Linked DNA regions of Mus musculus: region 2 is linked to region 1. A link is a contact called in public promoter capture Hi-C data. All regions are on one chromosome and are shown on one strand. Each heading gives the region's core, a stretch centred on a gene start, on an enhancer-like site or on the middle of the called end of the contact. The rest is flanking DNA. Distances are from core to core; before and after follow the strand shown. Region 1 holds the start of Lrrfip1 (leucine rich repeat (in FLII) interacting protein 1). Region 2 holds the start of Rbm44 (RNA binding motif protein 44).

Evidence for each region. Capture Hi-C pulls out chosen DNA fragments and counts their contacts.
Region 2: a contact with region 1 is called in a promoter capture Hi-C map of liver. The contact joins the promoter of Rbm44 here to the promoter of Lrrfip1 in region 1. A contact is called at or near these places in 1 of 115 datasets of contacts at active chromatin or transcription factors (embryonic stem cells) and 3 of 9 other capture datasets (adipose tissue, liver and pancreatic islet).

The regions. Positions count from the first base shown.
Region 1 is chr1:91,051,761-91,054,938 of GRCm38.p6, forward strand. It overlaps Lrrfip1 (leucine rich repeat (in FLII) interacting protein 1), which reads left to right and starts at 1,684. Exons shown (of 25, transcript NM_001310732.1): 1 at 1,684-1,963. The coding sequence starts at 1,898.
Region 2 is chr1:91,143,594-91,146,771 of GRCm38.p6, forward strand. It overlaps Rbm44 (RNA binding motif protein 44), which reads left to right and starts at 1,510. Exons shown (of 16, transcript NM_001033408.4): 1 at 1,510-1,576.

The sequences.
Region 1 (3,178 bases), core at 434-2,933:
GATTCCATGGTTCTGGGGATATGCTCTGCAAATTAATAACAAATCTCTTCAGACATTGTCTCCGGACATGCAGAGCAAAGCAAGCTGGCCCCTGGGCTGCTGTGGTGGGGAAGTCCCAGGGTTCCACATGGCCAGAGGCTTAGATTCTCCCTATCTAGGTGAGAATACAGTAACCCGACTCTCTCAGGCTGTGTTATTAACTGGATTCCACTCTCACCTGTAAAGTTAGTCCTAGTAAAACTACTTGGACCCCCATAGAAATTCCACAGCCCTTGCCGTTACGGTGTTATCCAAAACTATTCTCTCTGATTGATAGAGCTTTGTTTGTAAACTGTGATGCTGAAACCAACTGCTGGGAGCAGGTCTTCTCCTTCCCAGGAAGTTTTCCTCATCTGAAACACTTCACCAAAGCTTGGTACCCATTTTCTTTCGGCCTGCATAGTACTCCTCAAACTAGGTCCCCTTCATCCCTTTGGTCCAGGCCATCCTGCCCCCTAGAACTCGTCTTTCTGTGTCTACTCTCTGGTCTACCCAGTCCTTCGAAGCACTACCCAGAGACTTAGTACCAGAATGCTGCTGCCCCACATGTGCATAAGCCAGCGCACACTGGTTCCTTGTTACCAAAAAAGCGTGTCAGCCGGGCTCAGATGTGACTGGCTTCTCTAGATCTTTCTGGAGTCTCCAGTACAGAGAAACAAGGCAGGGGGCCCTCTGATTTTCCTTTTGAGCCCGAAGAAGGCTCTTCTAGGGTGGAGAAAACAGGTCACCCAGGCCATGTGCTCCTGTCCATAGCGCACAACACTGGAACCTTCTGGTTGCTTGCCCGCTTGGCTTTAAGTTTAAATCAGGGGTGCTCCTGCCCAGTGGACGTGGAAGGCGCGTGCTGCGAGTCGGGTCACTGTCCAGCGTGGATACTAGTTCCTCGACGCTCCCTATCGGATCGCGGCTGTCACCTCCGCTTGATTCTCGCTCCTGTCCAGCGTGGTCATGGGCGGTAGCTTTGTGGTCCCCAAAGCCGTGCCGGCTCGGAAGACAGTAGTGACGGGCGCAGCTGCGCTCTGGCAGAGGCTCATGCGGTGTGGTTCCAGCTAAAGCCACGCGTGTCCTAACCGAAGGCGCGCCTCCCTAGGCCTGGGCTGGTCTCCCGCGCTGACTCAGCTGGGGACGGCCAGGGCGTGGCCAAGGGTGGGGTCCCCAGGGTCTTTCCCTCAGTCTTTCCGGTGTCTGCCGCAGGGACTGGGTGGTGATTGATGGCACAGCAGCTTGCTGGCCAGGAGCGGTCTGGAGGGGAGGGAGGCGGTTCCGGAGGCTCTGAGGCGGTGCAAGAGGAGGAGCGTGGGTGGGGCTACGGAGGAGGAGCTGGGGTCCCGGGTAGGCGGGCCCGAGTGGACCTCATGGTAGGAGTGCTTTGGCTGAGAGTGCCATCGTGGGCGAAGCCGACGACTAAAGTGGCAGAATGTGGCTGCGAGGAAGGAAAGTTGGAAGCAGATGGACACAGGCTGGGTGGAACCATAGAGGAAGGGGTACAACCCCCTGGAAAGAGCGCGGGAAAGGGGCTGGGAAGGAAGGAGAGGCGGGCATAGGGTGGGTGGGGCGTGGGGAGAGGCTGGGCGGGGCTGGGGCGGAGTATGCCCCCGGCTCCTCTCTTGCCACCCCCGCCCCCGGCCGGGAGCCACCTGCGCCCCGCCCCGCCGGCCGCACCCCAGCTAGGGAACCTCGGAGTTGGGCGTCCGAGCGTGTGCGCCCAGGGGATCGTTGAAAGTTCTACTTCTGCCTGGACGGCTTTCCTGGATCCCAGAATGTGGCCTCACTGAGAACCCTCTGCCTGTGGACTAGGGAGCGGGTCTTCCGCGCGAACTCTTGGGTGGGAAGTTGGTCTGCACTTCACTTCGGCAACATGACCAGCCCAGAGGGCGCGCAAAACAAGGAAATCGACTGTCTGAGTCCAGAGGCGCAAAGACTGGTAAGAGGGAGACATGATTCAGACCTGTGCCTGCCAGCAACCGCCGCCTGGGTCCCTCAGTTGGTTCTAAGGTCAAGGACAGTGGCCCCTTCAGCTACCGTGGTGCTGCTGGAGTAGAGGCGAGTGGGCTTGGGCCACTCGAAAATCCTGATATAGGGCAGCTCCTGCCTACCATCAGGTGGTTGGCTGAGTGTAAGGTGTCCGTAGGCGGAGCTCTGAAAAGTACATTTTATGCTCCAATGTTCCTCTCAAGGACGAAAAGGAGAGTGGGCTCTCCCTCCACCCCTAGTGATGGTCTTTAGGCAGGCTTTGCCCAGCTGGCTGGCTCTGGCCAGGACCCAACCGAGGTCTGAGATCTGAGGGTGGTGTAGAGTTTCACAGGGAACTGCTGGTTTGGTGTTTTACCGAGTACAGCACCTGGGTCCTCATCCAGCCGCACCACCTTGCCATGAGTGGCTTGGAGGGTTTACAGGTTCTTGACCTCAGGAACACCTTCCTCTAGGATCCAGGGCCCCAGATCCACTTCGGCGGGTGCCAGAAGCCACTTGTGTCTGGGCAAGGTGCTTACGCATATTTTACTTCCCGAACTTACGTAGGGACAGTGGATGAGGACGACGGTGATTGAAAATTGGGCACCGGGGAGTTGGGGGATTTTTGGTTGTTACAGCCTGTGTAGTTTATAGTTTTGGGGTCTGGGAGTTCAGGCAGGATCCATAACCCAAACTAGCCTTGCTCTCAGGATTCTCATGTCTCAACCCTTCCACTATCGGGCTTACAAGCCTGCATCACCCACCCACCCCCCCCACCCCCGCGCGCCTTATCCATGGCTGTGGTTGCTTATTAGTGGGAATATTTCAAAGTAAATTGTACTCTGTGAAACCATGTATTTTATGGAGTTGATACCAGAGAGAGGGGGAGACCCAAGGTTCCCATTTTAGCAGGCTTTTGTGAGACCTTGATAAAAACTGAGCCTCAGCCACTCATTCTCCAGGTAGGAGTTAATCCTGTAGTTAGTTGGTCTTTAAGGAAGAGTAGTCGAGGCAAGGCTGCTCTGACTGGGGGAGCTTCCTCCAAGTGCTAGGAAGGCTAAGTAAACTTTTATTCCAATGACAGACTTGTAAAATGTCAGTTCCTTGCTGAGAATTGCTGGGCTTTTTTCCCCTGTCTGTTTTATAATGTTTATTCTATGTCCCTACTTAAACTTGGGCAGTCAAG
Region 2 (3,178 bases), core at 260-2,759, 92 kb after region 1:
AGAACAGATGCCAGACTTAATTATCTCAGTAGCATCTCTGAATGAAATGGTGATTTCAGAAATTAAACACAAATTCACTATAGGTAAGAGGAGACTTGCATGAGCAATTGAGTTACTGCAAGGTGACACTGTGCAGGCCCACAAACTTATTCACAGTCTCCAATTCATTACTGAACAGCACCCAGCTGCTGGTAGGTCAATATGAGTTTGGCAAATCAATTTATTAATAAAAGAATAAATGAGGCCTCTGTCTCTGATGGAGCAGTTTGAAGGTAGACCCAGGTTTAAACCCATTTTGTCCTTATTGAAAGGGCCTCCACTACTCTTTGGTAATTATGTTCAGACAAGTAAAGTCACCTATGATGCTATTGAGATGTTGGTCCTCCTGGATCGTCTAATTTTGTGCAAGCTTAAATTATCTACCGTATCTGTACTGAGAACACAAACAAAATATGTATGTGGGAGGGGCTAGAGAGATGGCTCAGTGGTTAAGAGTACATACAGTTCCCATAGAGGACTCCATTTGGAATCCCAGGACCACCAGGGCTCACAACCTCCTATGAACTCCAACTTCAGAGAATTCCATGCCCTTTTCTGGCCCCTAAAGACAGCGCACTCAACGTGTACCTACCCACCGAGAAACACGCATATAGGCGTAATTACAAATAAAAAGCTTTAAAAAATATGTATATAATGAAAATTTAAAACCTCAGCAATCAAATAATCTTTTGTTTTGTGTTTTTTTGTTGTTTTTTGTTTGTTTGTTTGTTTTTGAGACAGGGTTTCTCTGTGTAGCCCTGGCTGTCCTGGAACTCACTTTGTAGACCAAGCTGGCCTCGAACTCAGAAATCCACCTGCCTCTGCCTCCCAAGTGCTGGGATTAAAGGCGTGCGCCACCACTGCCTGGCTCAAATAATCTTTTAATGCAGTCATATAAAAATCAAAATGAATACTAAGAGATCCATGATACCAAACTAAATAAAAACAGGATCACAAACAGTGTTCTCCATGGAGCCGTTTACAACCTGACCAAAATGGAAGAGAGGAGAAAAAAAAAAAAGGATACTGGTTTGGATAATTTTCTCATTTTGAGTCTTTTTCTGTTACTTTTTTGTTTTTAATGATTGTACTGAAACAATCTCTTGCTTTCTGAATTTTGTTGTACGCCCATACATTTTGTCCCAGAGGCAAATAAGTGCCCCACTCTAGACCCCCTCACCCCGCAAAGAGGATGCAGGATGCAGCAAAGCGCAAGCCACGGGGTTCCATGTCTAGGGCACACACAGCTCTACAAACCACAGGCACTCACCCGCTTAGCGCCTTTTAAGTCTCGCGAGAAGATACTCCCAGCGAGTCCAATCCAAGCCCCGTGCAGCTCCTTCCCGCGCATTTAAGCCCCACCAGGCCAATCATGGAGCCACCCTGTTACACAGCCAATAGGAGCTCTCCTCGAGCGGTGGGTGGGCCTCCGGCAGCCGTTACCCGCTAAACCCTGGGACACTACTCCTTGGAAAGTAGAGGAGGAGAGAGCAACCTGGAGGAGAGGTTGACAGCAGGGACACAGACGACACTTACGGTGAGCCCGGAATGGAGGCGAGACACCCTAGCCTCACCCACACCCTGGGCAACAGGGGCCGGTAGGAGCCTGTTCGGACCTATGCTGCCCTGCAGCAAAGTGCCCGCTCAGTTGCATTTTTTTGATCCCACCACCACGGTAGTAATTTGCTCTTGCAGGCTGGCCTGGAAGTCACCCTATGCATCGACACACCTATTGGTTAGGTGCTGGGCATGGAACCCAGGGGGCTCCTTCATGCTAGGCAAGGGTTCTGCCACTGAGCCAGGTCCCCAGGCTCGCCACAAGCACTGTGAGAGTGACTAAAGAGACAAGTGGGCACTCAGTGACAGTGTTGTCACTGAGGTCAAAGGTTGTTCTCTGGCGTCTGCACACACATGGTGCACATACAGACACGCAGGCACACATCAGTACACGTATCTGATTAAAAAAGAAAAAAAATGACTATGCTAGTTCTGGTAAAAGAAAAAAAAAACATGCTGGTAAGTCTTGCCTTTTTCCTCACATCATAAGATAAAATCCTGGGTTTATCTCTTGATTATAAGGATTCATCAGCAATCCACACCTGTCATTTTCTTTGAGGAGAAGTTTGTAAATAGAGATTTAATTTCCTTAGGTGCTAAGAGACCATTGAAGAGTTGTCAGATTTGTTAGAGAAAGTGTTTTAATCCTCTATTATCGCTTTAATATTGCCAATAGGTTAGTGGTTTATGTTTTCTCAGACCAAGTCTTATAAAGAGTATCAATTCCATTTGTTTTTAAGAAACAACTTTTGTCTTGTTTGCATGCACGATTGCCCGCAGAGAACAGAAGAGGCCATCAGTCCTGAGCTGGACTTTGGTTCTGAGTCACCCACTGTGGGTGCTGGGAATCCCACTTGCACCGTCATAGAGCAATAAGTGCGCCTAACCACTGGGCCGTCTCTCCAGCACATGCCTGGTTTCTTGTTTCTTCAGAACCTTCAGGCATTTCTGGTAAATCTTTTGTAGTGAAAGGATTCAATACTATTTTCTATTGATGGTGTGTGCTGGTTCTTGAACCCAGGTTTGCTGCATGAGATGTGTTAGGCAAGTGGTCAGTCTACCACTGACTTAGAGTGCCCAACCCCTAAAGCTGTAAATGAGTGCTATTTTAGCTGCATACTACATACTAAATTTCAAAATGTTTTATGATTTCCATTGTGATTTATTTCACCCAGAGACTTTTATGAATGTGATGCTTCATTTCCAAATCTTAAGGAAGTAACATCTTTTATTGTTTTGGTTTTGTTGTTTATTTTGGGTAGACAGGGTCTTAGGATGTTGCTCTGACTGACCTGGAATTCATTCTGAGATTCAGGCTGGCCTCAGATTCATCGAGTTCTGCCTCCTGAGTGTAGATAGATACTAACGCATTCACTACACATCCAAGAACATAAACATATTTAGGCTTATTGCCTTGCCATAAAAAAATCTAGGTAAATTGTGTGAAAATAATGCTTTATAATATAATGCAGTGGACAGTTTGGGGCTGTGGTTTCTGAGGAAAGGAAAGGTCTGAACCCCTGTGATAGCCAGACTTCCTTCTTAGAAGCGTGCTGCAGACCATGAATCAAGACAGAGATTT